2 separate regions of the Ovis aries genome follow, and region 1 is linked to region 2. The links are chromatin contacts, called in public Hi-C maps. All regions are on one chromosome and are shown on one strand. The core of a region is the stretch at or near the end of the contact, and the rest is flanking DNA. Distances in the headings are between cores, read along the strand shown. Region 1 holds the start of ME3 (malic enzyme 3). Region 2 holds the start of PRSS23 (serine protease 23).

Region 1 (6,852 bases), core at 4,353-6,852, 140 kb before region 2:
AAGAAGCTCAACCCAACATCACATCAGAATCAGAGGTCTCAAGAAGACATATTATGGCATCTGCCTCTGGAACAGAAAACAGCATCTCCAAGAAACCTCTACAACCCAATCATCACCTCCTGATTGATCAATGAGCCAAGCGTGTGAGGACAGACTCCCCTCAACTCAAAGGAGGCAAGATCAAATTCTAAACTGGCACGGAACAAAAACATCCTTCAGCCAAAGGCAGAGCCTAACTGTGCGGGAGTCTAAGAAGTCACCACTGCATACGGCAGGGATGGAGCTGAAACCTGTGCATGTAGCACCGCAGCACAGCCCCCAGGGCTTCCATGCCCACTAATCTAAATGCATGGAGTCCATGTGGGAAGACGGCCCCCATGCCCTGCATTTTGGAGGGCCCACTGCATGAAATGCACTGGTCCATTATCAGTGACTGGACCAAGCACCCTTCATTCATTCTTTTCCTGATCATCAAGCTCAAGAGATTAAAAAAAAAAAAAATGCAGAGAATCAACAGTTGACTCCCCTTCCCACCATGGCTGTGGAGCATCCCATTAGATGGGTGTACTGTAAATTGCTGAGCCATTCACTGGTTAATGCACATCTGGGTTGTCTCCAGACTTGGGCTATCCTTCGTAAAGCTATTATAAGCAAACAAAAAGAAAAAACTGCAGAGAAGCAGGTGAAGGTTCAGTGGAAGCACATGATAAAAATCATTGCTGGCGTGTGGGTCAAAGGAGGAGGTTGACCCAGCCTGGGAAATATCACACCCTTGCAGTGAAATGCCCTGAAGTCTGGGAAGATCAAGATCAAGTAGGTGGATTTCCTCCCAACGGGCTACTTGTAAACATGTCTCCAGGCAACGAGAGCATTGGGCTAACTGTAAAGCAGTGACATTAAGGCTCGTAAAGTTGAGAGGAAAGGGGTTAGGACTCGGTTGAGATCGTCCAAAGAGCAAATATTTATTGAGCATGTCAAGTCAGATGTAGAGTATTGTGTGAGAAGACAGTTTCTGTCCTCAAGGTGCTCAGGGTCTAGGATGGAAGTCACACCACCAGCCAAGACAGCAGGCCGCTCAACACCAAAAGGAAACACACACGGCGTAAGAAGACAAATGGGCCCAGACTAGCGTGGGGTGTGGGGACAGCACAGCCCTTCCCAAGAGGCCAGAGGTAAGCGGAGGCAGCAGTGCTGCGCGGGCTCACTTGCCACGTGAATAGGATGGAGGGGATTCCACCTACGAAGACAGCCTATGAAATGGGGTTGATCACTTCCCATTTCATGTAGGTAAAATATTGCTGATATTCTGTAATGTGTAATCAAAGATTCACTCTGTTGCCACAATCATCTACATGGAGAACAGAAGAAGTCACTATGTAAATTTTAGAAGAAAGGTACAATATTGTTGTCTTAAAAAAGGAAATAGAAATTGAAGTATTGGTGAATCAGAAGATCTAGACCCCTGTAGGGAACTCAGAATCATCTAGTTCCAATTGTTCTCATAGTGAATATGTCCAAGTCACCCAAACCTGATGTGAATGAGAACTGTCATTGTGATTCAGCGGACTGAAAATCAGAAGGTGGGCATCTTCTGCCCACCTCTGCAACCACTGACAATCTCTGTGGCTTTCTTTCAAGCGAGAAATTGCTTGACTTTCTCACCCTGTCTCTTCATCTAAAAATAAGAGGCTGGATGAAAACAACAATTTTAATAACAGTTGTCATTTAAAAATGACAGTCCACAGCTAAAGTTGGCATTTCACATGGTGACTTGGTATAATACTTATATTTATTAAATTTGAATACGTTTACTATTCCTTAATTCTATTGTAACTCATTTCTTTGGAAAAAAAAAAAAAAAGCTGGTTAGAGCCACAAGATAATTCCATGTCTCATAGGTTGCAACTGGAAGTTTGAACAATTTCAGGCTAGGCCATATCTAAGGGACCTTCCCACCCTGATTCTGGAACTTGTCAAAATGGTCATCTAATATTTAGTGCCTTACAGTTTTCCAAAATGATTTCCCAGGACTCTCCCGGGATCCTCATAGCAGTGGTGTGATATAGGCAGAAGGTCTAAGGCATAGGCAGAAGGTCTAAGGCGAGTCATCACAGATCACAGGGCGAGATTACGACAGCGCTGGGGAAGGACCCTGTGCCTGCACAATGGCAGCGATGCCCACCCTGTTCGGTAGCTCTTCTCTAGGGGAATTCCATCTCCTGATGACCCCGGCCCTCAAGCTTCAACTTAAATGCCTCGCCCACAAAGCACATGTTCCAAGACCGTAATGTTAGTCTTCACGGTCACGCCCTTGTTACAGCCTTCAGGAACTGCCCAGTGCCAGCCACAAATGCGGGAAACTTGGTCCCTGCCCTGGAGGAGCTCTGAGTCTAGCAGAAAACAAATCCACCCACAGGGCTGCCCACTAAGGATGTCTGCCTTTCAAAGCCACCCTTTTCTTGTTTTCTTAGTGATAATCTCAGTGGTTCTGTTGAACTCAGCAAGTCTCCCCACCTGGCTGATGGAAAGTGTCAAGCTTTCAAGCCTTCCCTGGAGATTGCCCGAGCGCTGGACATCAGCAGGACAGTGAGAGGGTGGCACCCCAGGAGGAAATGTGGGGCAGTGCCCAGGCAGTGCTGCTTCCTCCGTGGTCTCCCTTCCCTCCCCAAGGGCAAATGGGGGAGGCCACAGGCTCTCTCAGCATCACCCTAGATACTCTTCTCAGCCCAGGCTAGCATCAGCTGACTTCAAGGATATACAAAAACTCTTTAACTTCATGAAAAGGTCAGGTCCCTAGATTTATGAATAATGTCTCATTTATCCTACTTAGGAGGGAAAAAAATTATATCAGGGACAAAGGACAAGGGCAAGAATGCTTTCAGGAAACCATAAACCTAAGGCTAAAATAAAAAAAGACATTCAAGTCCTTCTTTCATTTTTTTTTAAACTATTCATAAAAATTCAGGGCTAATTCAAATACGCTAGTCCTTCTAAAGCTATTATTGTTAAAACAGTCAGAGTCAGTAGTGGGAATTTATTATTTTGCTTTCAGCACCTACCCTTCCTCCCTCTGATGACAATATACAGATTTGCTTGGGGAGGGGAGGGGTTGGGACACTTCCCCTTTATTCTAAACCAGCTGGTATGGGTACCCCTAACCTAAAGTCCATCTTTAAATTCAGGGGTGAACGCTGACTGACTGAAGTCATAGTGATCGGTTTGAAAGTAGAAGGGAGTCCAGTTAGAGCCCATGGGACAGAAAGACTCCTTTCCTGAGCCTTCGGAGAGAGTGTCCTTTCTCTTCTGCAGGCGCCACCAGGAGCGAGTGCCTTTCAATCTCTGGATGGTGAGATGGCAGAACAGGAGGCGGGGGCCTGTGGCAGCAACGGGGTGAGAGACTCCCCCTGAGGGAACCTGAAGATGCAGTGGACAACGCAATAGCCGAGCAGGCAGCCGGAGAGCCTGCATCTGTAAGGATGCGATCTGGACTGCTGAGTCAAACTCCCCTGCAGTGCTTTCTTCCTCTGGACATTCAGTTACAGAAGGCTTTTATTCGCTAGGCTAGTTTGAGTTTCCTAACACCTGCCAACAAAGTAAGTCGTAGTTGGTAAAACACCTTACCTATCCCAAAGTAGTAATACACAAAGGATTTAGGGTTTCTTGGAGGGGGGAGCAGGGATCATAGTGTGACAGGTGGAGGTTCAGAGAGAAATTTTCTTTCTTAGCTTCTTCTATTAATTCTGCAGGAAACAATACTTAGCATCTAGATAATTGTTCCTATTTCTCAAAAACACATTTTCCACAACTATTTCCTCACTTGAATTTCACAATCCTGATTCAAAGAAATTATGAAGAATTTTTTTTGGCAGTAACTGCTTCTTTACCTAGCACTTTATATACTGTCAAAATCAAATTCAGGAATTCATCTGATTGTCACAAAGGTGAATGTGGTAGGGATGGTGGGTCTGTCATAACATCCACTTTAAGCTGGAGAAAGTGGAACCTCAGAGAAATTAAACGAGAGGTCCAAGTTAATATGAGGCGGTGTTGGGAGACAGGCTTTAAACCCAGGCCTCTCGATTTTAACACCAATGGTACTAAACTCCACTCCCAGAAACAGATGTGTGTGCCCTTAAGCACTGTGTCAGCAGTGGGCTGAATCTGACCCAAGCACCAGAGATCCAGACCCAGATTTCAGTGGCAGAGTCAGAGCTAACTAGCTGGTGACCTTGGTCACCAAAAGAAGCTTTTCTTTTGTCTTGTTTTCTCATTTGTAAAGGGAAAGGTTTGAATTAGGATCTCTGAGGCCTTTTCAAGGTCTGAATGTTCCATAATTCTAGACTTTCTTGTGCCGGCTCAAATTAAAAATCTTTTTCTCAGAATAATTAGAACCTTAGCTGATATTTGTTCTCATTGGGTGTCAAGGACTGGGCTAAGAACGCTATCTCTGTTTTCTCTTTAAATCTCACAACCCTCCCGACCCAACTGTTTCGCTTTTACAGATAAGGAAACTTGGACGGCCAGAGGTTCAATGAACTGCCCCAAATCAACAGAATCAGCAAGCATCAAGGTGAGCTCTGACTCCAAGTCCGAATGGTTAAGAGGATCTCAACCCAGTCTATAGTTGTTCGTGAAGAAATCAGGCTTCCGCATTATTGGTGACCTCTTTGCAAGCAGAAGAGGGGCGCTAAAAAGCCAAACCGAGTTACACCAAGCTTCCCCTGGAAGGGCGTCTGGGAGGATCCTCCCGGGGCCCCGGGGGCGGGGCGCCCATCCCGCCAGCCCCGGGAGAGCGGCTTGGGCCCTCCTACCCTCTCCCGGTTACCTTGTTGAGATGCGGGTTCCTGGTGACATCGTACCCCCGCTTCTTCAGCGGCACGGGGCGCGCCGGGCGGGCCTTGGAGTGGCAGCCTCGGGCGGGAGCGGGGGTCGGCCAGCTCCGGACAGCGCCGCAGGCCCGGCCGGGCCGGAGAGTCAGCCGCGCGCCGGTGCCCAGCGCGGCGCCCATGGTCCTGGCGCAGACCTGGCACGGGGAGACACCAAGGTCAGGGGGCCCTTCGGGCCGGCCAGGACCCGCGCGCGGCCAGGCACGCGTGCGCGGGGAGAGGGCGGGGGTCCCGCCGGGGCGCAGGCGCCCCCCCTCCCCCGCGGCCCCCCGTGCGGCTCTCGCGGCTCAGCGGCGAGGCTCAGGCCTGGGTGAGCCGGGCCGAAGCGAAAGCAAGCTCAGGAAGCAGATACGGTGCGGGCGGCAGCCCGCGCCTCGCCCGCCTCCATCCCCGCAGAGAGGCAGCGGCGACCCAGCAGCGAGGAGGGTCCCCAAACCTCCTAGTCCGCTCGATGGCGCGCCTCGGTCTCCCCGGCTTCTCCAGCCTACCTGTGCTGCGCCGGGAGCCGCTGTCTATGCGGCCCCGCTGCGGGGCAGGCGGGGCGAGACGCTGCGGGGCCGTTATTCGTCTCCTGCCAATGGCTGGACCGCGCCGGCGGCCGCGAGAGCGCGGAAGCGGGTGCGCCCTGCGAGGCGAGTCCCCAAACCTCTGCGCGCCGCGCGGGGCTTCCCCGGGGGCGCCGCACAGCCGCGTTCGCTTGCCTCCGCGCCGACTGTAAAGGAAGCTCAGGATGCGCCGCGAGCCGCTCTGTCTTGACAAGGCGAGCGCACAGAGCGGGCTCAGCGTTTAGGTGTCAATGGACCTTCTTACAGCCCCAGCATTTGGTCCAGGAGGCCCTTGGCTTCCCGACAAGGAGTTAAAACCCTCAGGCACCCATCTCTGAGCTGCATTGGGCTGCCAAGTATATAGCCATTAGCCTCACGTGGCTCTATACCCTTAAACAAGCTACTTTAAATGGAATAATATTTAAACTCTAGTTCCTTAGGCGCACTAGCCACGTGTCACGAGCTCAAGAGCCACCTGTCCATAGTAGCTTTGGACCTTACAGAGGAGCCTGGCAGGCTACAGTTCGTGGGGTCGCAGAATTGGACACGACTGGGGGACTCAGCACAGCACAGCACAGATACGGAACATTTCCATCTTTGTAGAAAGTTCTAGCGGACAGCGCTAATACAGGGTCACGAGTTACTAAGACATGAATTATTGGGAGCAGATAAGAACCTTGGGCGTCTGTCTCAGTCCTGAATTAATGGTAGATGTTTTCCACCCAGTAACCAGCAAGTCCCTCTTTAACACGAACTTTTCAGTGGGTGTGCAGTAAAACCCAGACTCTTTTTGGTGCTCACGTGTTATCCTGTAGTTATCCTGGCTGCTGCGACTTCCTTTTTACTCTTGTCTCCGTCTCTCTGAGCTCTAGCCACACAGACTCCTCCTCCCTGTGTTTCCGCCTGGGGCCAGCTCCCTGACACCTCAGGGCCTTTGCACTTGCTAAGAGCTTGGAGTGCTCCTGCTCTCAGTTCAGTTCAGTTCAGTCGCTCAGTCGTGTCCGACTCTTTGCGACCCCATGAATCGCAGCACGTCAGGCCTCCCTGTCCATCAACTCCCGGAGTTCACTCAGACTCATGTCCATCCAGTCGGTGATGCCATCCAGCCATCTCATCCTCGGTCGTCCCCTTCTCCTCCTGCCCCCAATCCCTCCCAGCATCAGAGTCTTTTCCAGTGAGTTAACTCTTCTCATGAGGTGCTCAAGTCTCCACTAAATTTTCAACTGGAACACCTTTCCTCTTCTCCATCCAGTGTTAGCCTCCATTAGGGACTATGGTCATGAAGGAGTTTTTCCTTTCTTAAAATTTAACACATCTAGTAATTAGCTTGTCTTCTAATTGTTTATTGTCTGTCTTCCCTTAGAATGTAAGCTTCATGGGGAAAGGCTCTTTGCCTGTAAACCCCTGTATCCTCACTTCTA
Region 2 (6,831 bases), core at 3,241-5,740:
GTTTGCTACCCAGTATGCACTGAGTAAACATAGCTACAATTAGCACAATCTAGGCCTAGCTCTGCCCTCTTCACTCTCCCACTGTTGTGCAGTAGAGGAACCCAACGCCATGTGTGCTGACGTTCTGCTAGGGCTTCATCCTCTGAGCTTCAGTACAAATTCTACCACTTCTTGGGAGACTTCAGCACCTGCCAGATTGGGAATTAACAATTCCCTCTTCCATGCTCTGTAGCTGTAGTCTGATCCAGCCTGTATCTCACTTTCTCCTGCGTTTGATTTTGTTTTGGTTATATCCAAAGCATCAGTTCCTTGAGATGAGGGATATTTGCTTTCTCCCTCCCTACCTCTATTCCCAGGTGGCTCAGTGGTAAAGAATCTGCCTGCCAGTGCAGGAGATGCAAGAGATGCGAGTTCGATCCTTAGGTTGGGAAGATCCCCCAGAGAAGGAAATGGCAACCCACTTCAGTATTCTTGCCTGAGAAATCCCCTGGACAGAGAAGCCTGGAGGGCTAACAGTCCATGGGGTCACAAAAGAGCTGGACACCACTTAGCAACTCAACGGCAACTCTCTTATCACAGCCCCCATACAGTCACCTTATACAGACTGGGCACTCGCTAAGTGTGTGGGCCTTTTCCTGAATGCATTTTTAACAACTCAGCTGTGTACTCTTGCCTGGAAAATCCCATGGACGGAGGAGCCTGGTAGGCTGCAGTCCATGGGGTCGCAAAGAGTCGCACACGACTGAGCAACTTCACTTTCACTTTTCAATTTCATGCATTGGAGAAGGAAATGGCAACCCACTCCAGTGTTCTTGCCTGGAGAATCCCAGGGACGGGGGAACCTGTTGGGCTGCCGTCTATGGGGTCGCACAGAGTCGGACATGACTGAAGCGATGCAGCAGCAGCAGCAGCAGCAGCAGCAGCAGCCATACTCATGAAAAGTATTTGAGAATTATGATTATGGAGTTGAACTGAGTTCTTAAACAATGTGGGTTTTGGATTTTCTGGTGGTATTTTTTTGTTCATATCGGGAGTTGGGCAAATATAAAAACAAATATCTAGGTTTGGCATGAGGACACCTGCTACACAGGGCATTTCTCTTTGAATCAAAGTCCTCTGCAGCTCTGCTTTTGCTGCGGTCCATGTGGCAATCACAGCAACGACCTTAGGGCCTGGTAGCATCCTCCCGTTTTACTACCGACAGCTCCTGGAAGCAAGAGAAGGGGGTGGAGCTTGTGCAAACAAAAACATGGTGAGTCCTGTCTGGGCAGGGCAGGAGGCCTGAGGCTGGTTCTGGGAGAGGAGACAGGAGAGGGAGGTGCTCTCGGGTCCTTCTGTGCCTCAGTTTCCCTCTCAGAATGATGGGGAAATTACCCTGTTCTCTAAGATGCTACCTCCCCAAACTGGTGACAATGGAATTTCAAAAACTGCCAGGACAGGGATTTCCCTGGTGGTCCAGTAGCTAAGACTCCACACTCCCAGTGAAGGAGGCCTGGGTTCGATCCCTGGTCAGGGAACTAGACCCCACATGTCATAACTAAGAGCTCACATGTCTCAACTAAAGGTCCATCATGCCACAACGAAGAGCAAAGTTACTGTGTGCTGCAACTGAAGCCTGGCCAGCCAAGTATCTATCTATATATATACACATACATACATATATATATATTTAACTGTCAAAGCAAATGGGCAGTGAATATCAAATTCAGCTGAGGTGGTCCTAAAGTACAGTGCTCCAAAGCAGAGTGAAGGCATTGTCTCTGTGCATAACAGATACAACAAGAGCTAACATTCATGAAGGGTTTACTATGTGTCAGGCCACGTGCTAAGCCTTCCTGTGTTTCAACTGATTCAGCCCTTCAAACAATACTATGAGGTAGTCACCATTTTACAGAAGAGGAAACTGAGGTGCAGAAAAGTTACAAAAGCTACACAACCGGTAAGTGGCAGACCCTGAACTAGTACTCATATAGTTGAATGTTACTGGCATGCTCTTAATTACGTTCCTGGATTGCCTTCCTGTGGCCATCTCTTTAAAAAAAATATTTTTTAATTTATTTATTTTTAATTGAAGGATGATTACAATGTTGTGTTGGTTTCTGCCATACATCAACATGGATCAGCCACAGGTATACATAGGTCCACTCCCTCTTGAGCCTCCCTCCCACCTCCCACCCCACCCCGCCCCTCTGGATATCACAGAGCCCCAGTTTGAGTTTCCCTGGGACTGCTCACAGTGCCTTGCATTGATAGGTGCTTTGTAAGTCTCTTCCCGCTTTTTCTCCTTCTAATTCCTTCCCTGGTTCTTCTACTAAGTGAGGTGTTTGACTGTTAACAGTGTTTCTCTAGTTGGGAGCTATAGACCCTTGGAGACCCATAATTTAATTTTTTCATAGTTATGATTTTTAAAAATGAACATAAACACATTCTGGGTCACTGGGATAACCGCCTGATACCAAGGACTGCCTTGTGATCTCAGTGCCTCTGTGAGCTCTGCCTTGACACCAGCAGTCACCACCCTCCTCATTACACTAATAAGAAAGGGACAGCACGAAGTTAATCTCGAATGATACATGCAACTCAAGTGAAAGTCAACTATTACAATGACACAGGGTGTGAACAGAAGGGACGTAGCTGGAAGGGAGGAAAGAGGTGAGAAAAGTGACTCAGTACAGGGCACTGGCCACACCATAAGACTGGTAGAGCCACCAGAACCCGGACGTACTCACTTCCGGGCCAAAGATACACGACGCGTGCAGCAGCTGCGTGCAGGCGTGCTAAGTCACTCCCATCTGTCCGGCTCTTTGCCACCCTATGGACTGCAGCCCACCAGTCTCCTCTGTCTAGGGGATTTTCCAGGCAAGAATCCTGGGGTGGGTTGCCACACCATCCTCAGGGGATCTCCCTGACCCAGGGATCCAATCCAGAGTCTCTTATGCCTCCTGAGTTGGCAGGCGAGTTCTATTGAGTAAACATCAGTAATTTAAATTTTATAGTTCTGGGAGAAGGACTTTATATTTGATGTACAAATTTATTTTTGCTTTATTCCTGGCTTGTTCAAAAGCTATAACACAAGTTTATATCTGGTTTTATATTTATAGCTAGCAATGCAACATTTTGAAAGAAAATAATTTAAGCCAAGCCTGCGGAGGCTGAAGATACTTTTGCCTTTAACACAGTGCCCTCAGGTTTTAGAATCACCAACAGTGACAAGCACATCAGTGACAAATGCGAGCACCCTGGGTCTGTCATTAACACACTGGTGTGAAATAGCCTGTGAGACCCCTCTCTTTTTGACAGCAGGCTTTGGTGGGAGAAATTCTTTCTCTGGTGGCTCAGACGGTAAAGAATCCGCCTGCAATGCAGGAGACACAGGAGATGAGGGTTCGATCCTTGGGTCAGGAAGATCCCCTGGAGGAGGGCATGGCAACCCACTCCAGTATTCTTGCCTGGAGAATCCCATGGACAGAGGTGCCTGGGGGTCTACAGTCCATGGGGTCGCAAAGAGTCTGGCATGACTGAGGAACTAACACATGGGTGGGAGAAAGGAAAGGCAGGCTAAATGGCTTCATAGAAGAAAAAAACGTGACCTTAGTGCATTGGGGCAAGTCATTCAACTGAGAAAACCCTCCTCCTGGGCCTTACCTGTCAGAGGGGTAATCAGTACTTTCTCCAGCTGAACCGTGGGTCCCTTGCAGTGACTCAGGGAAGCTGACCCACTGGGCGAGGAGGTGGCTCCACCCGCTGGCGCCCCGATAAAGAGTCGAGGCCGGTGGGCTCCCCAACCAGCCGGTCCCTCGAAGCTGCCTCGCCCCAGCCGCGCTCCGGGCCCGGGGCCCCGCTCTGGGTGCAGCCGGAGGGGATGCAAAGCCTGGGCGGTCCTGCCACCGGGAGGCAGGTTTCCGCCCCTGGGGGGGTCCCCAGAGGCTGGGTGAAGCGGGAAGGAGCTCGGGCATCACCTAAAGACTCTGAAAACTCTCAAAAGTGCATGTGGGGTGAGGAGCGCACAGGATTTGCTTCCAACTCTGCAAACTCGCGGAGGGGTTCTGCGCACACCAGGTGTGGCCCAGAGCCCCGGCGCTAGGCTGTCGACTTTGAGGGGGCTGGTTTTTCCGAGCAGGAGGCGGCGGGCCGGCAGCAAAGGCCTCGGGCTTGCTCCGGCAGGGGGCTCCCCGGGAGCCGGCGCGGGCAAGCGCGGCGAAGCCGGGACAGGGGAGCGCCGGGGGCCACCTGCGCTGAGCCGCGCGCCGCCGTCCTGCAGCCCCGAGCCAGCCTCTGGCCGCGGGGGCGACAGGGGCGGGGCCGCGGGGGCGGCAGGGGCGGGGCCTCGGGGGCGGCAGGGGCGGGGCCGCGGGCGGGGGGCGGGCCGCGGGCGGCGGGGGCGCGGCGTCCCCGAGGCCGGAGGCGGGGCGGCCGGCTTGGGACGCGCAGGGGGCGGACCCGTCGGCCGCCGGCCGGGCTCCCCGGCCCGCCCGCCCCGCTCGCACTTGGTCGCGCCGCAGAGCCGGCATGGGAGCTGCGCGCGCCCTCCCGGCGCCCACACCTGTCTGAGCGGCGCGGCGAGCCGGGGCCCGGCGGGCCACCCGGCGCGGGTGAGTGCGGGCGCGGGCGAGGGGCGCCGGCCCGGGGCGGGGGGCACCGGACAAAGGGAGGGCCTCTGCGCTCAAGGCAGGGGCACTGCGGGCTGCGGGGGCCCCGGAGACCTCGCTTCGGCCACCCTCGGGGCTCGAGGGCTGGGACCCGCGGCCTGCGGGAGCTCCACGGAGACTCGAGACCCGCAGGGCGTTTGGATTTCCACGGTGTCACCCGCGGATGGAGTGGGGAAAAGCAAGTTTTCGCAGCTACCATCTCGGATGCTGGGTGGGAATAGAAAAGAAGCCTGCTCTGGGCATGCTCGCGCGCGCACACACACACACACACACACACACACACACACACACACACACACTTACTTTTTCCCTTGAGTTTTGCAGCAAGGTCTGCAATTCCAGCAAGGTCTGCAAGTTAATTTTTTACCCTGGGCATGTAACTGTGAACACACCTTGGCAAGCAAGGAGAGGGCAGCAAACAGGTCGGAGAAAAGGCCCTCTTCTCTGGCGCTGTGACTGATGGCCGTGCGCTGCGCTAGGAACCGCTGTGTGAACTAGCAACAGTTCTTGGAAGCAAATCTTTCCTCTTCAGCGTGTGGACATTCTTCGTGGGTTCATTTTTAAATAAAAGCTGAAAGAAGTTTTTAAAAATATTTCACAAGAGCGAGAAGAATAATTTAGATGAAGGATAACTCCCACTCCTCTTCGGAATACAAATTCGGCTTGCTTTCAAACATCTCATGAGAAAGCAGCTGATAAAAATCCTGTTTGTTTTATTGCCTTTTGGGTGACACCCGTGAGACTTCAGAAATAGCGCCTAGCTGGTGGAAAGCTCCTGGTTGTTCGGGATCCCTGTTGGCTAGGGCTGCCTTCTGTTAGTTCCTGGAACTGAACTTGAGTGGTCCCTGTGCGGCTCCTTAGGAGGAGATCCGCGAAGGATTGGCGCAGATCGGCCAGTGTCAGTATCGTTTCGAGGAGGCCCTGTGATAAAGAGTTGAATTTGTGGTTTGAAGGCAGCTGTGGCCAAAAGCTGAAAGCCAAATTAATACCAAGCTATTTACTACACTTGTTTCAGAATCATACTTGTGCATAGAGCATTTAAAATAGACTTTATACGTGCACCTCTCAAGAGGTCTGTTAGACAGGGGTGGATTGGAGGTAGAGTGGAGAAGCAGAAACTGCCACAAAAGCCACTATATGTACTTGTGAAAGCGTTTGTGATCATATGCACACCATCTGCATTTGAATAAGTTGTTTCACCTGTATTTTTCCCACTTAAATAAAGTCAGGTGATAACTTGTCATGCTTTCCCACGCCTGAACTGGAACGGAAGCATTTTTCCAAGGTAATTAATATGGACCTCATTTTTGTAACAGTGACAACTTATTCAGGTAGATAGTGAATGTGGGTGCATTCTTCTGTCTGTAGTATAAGTGCCAAAGTTCCCATTAGCGGGCCTGAGAACATTACCGGCCCCTGTCTGCAGTGTTTAAGAGTCTCAGGTTCTCCTGAACATCTTTTCTCATAGCTCCCTTAGGACTGAATCCACTGGCCATTATTCATGCATAACTCTCCCTGACCCTAGGGAATTCTTTTCTCAGGGTCTTACCATTGACCATTTTCTACTATTCTTATTCTGCTGCCAGGTTTGTCCCAGGCTCACTGGGGTGGTTCATTTTGCCTGAAATCTGATAGAGACGAAGTTAAACGTCGTTTGACCACAAGATGATGTTTAAGGTGGCTGGGCTTGTAAATACCCTGCATTTCTTTCCTGTACAAGACTGTAATTCTTAAACCATTATGTGATTAGGTTTGTTTCCCTTTAACAGGTTCAGTGCCTCAGGAAAACGAGAGCGTGCCTGGCTGCGGAGTGTTACCAGAGCTTTGTTCATTTTTAGCTATTTGCTTTAGGAATTAGCATGGTTTTACTGTTCAGTATCCCTGGCCACAGAAAAAACCCTCCACCATCCTTCCGAATGTCATCCAGAGCTTTTATCCTCACAAACTTGCCTGCTCTTTCTTTCTGTCATTACTGTTTATAGTGGTCCCAGGAATTCAGATGTTGTACAACAGAGAACTTATACCCTGAGGATTAGATCTTCCCTGCCAACACTTGTTTGCTGTAGAAGTTATATCACAGTTCCCGAACATTTGCCCTCTGCAGGAGATGCGTGTTGCTGCAGTTTTCGAGGTGCAGAACTGGGAGAGCGTCTCTGCCCACAGCCTCCAGGCAGCACTGTGG

The links. A called contact is a pair of places that touch in the nucleus more often than the background predicts.
Region 1: a Hi-C map of muscle shows a contact between it and region 2, with 2.2 times the contacts expected there. The contact joins the promoter of ME3 here to the promoter of PRSS23 in region 2. A contact is called at or near these places in 3 of 16 Hi-C or Micro-C datasets (muscle, omental adipose tissue and tail adipose tissue).

Annotation. Positions count from the first base shown.
Region 1 is chr21:8,418,423-8,425,274 of ARS-UI_Ramb_v3.0, reverse strand. ME3 (malic enzyme 3) reads right to left here and starts at 5,602. Exons shown (of 14, transcript XM_042238349.2): 1 at 5,375-5,602; 2 at 4,826-5,023. The coding sequence starts at 5,008. LOC132658336 (a long non-coding RNA gene) reads left to right here and starts at 4,824. Exons shown (of 2, transcript XR_009597802.1): 1 at 4,824-5,044.
Region 2 is chr21:8,280,211-8,287,041 of ARS-UI_Ramb_v3.0, reverse strand. PRSS23 (serine protease 23) reads left to right here and starts at 4,490. Exons shown (of 2, transcript XM_004019398.5): 1 at 4,490-4,592. LOC121817470 (a long non-coding RNA gene) reads right to left here and starts at 4,173. Exons shown (of 4, transcript XR_006057383.1): 1 at 3,646-4,173.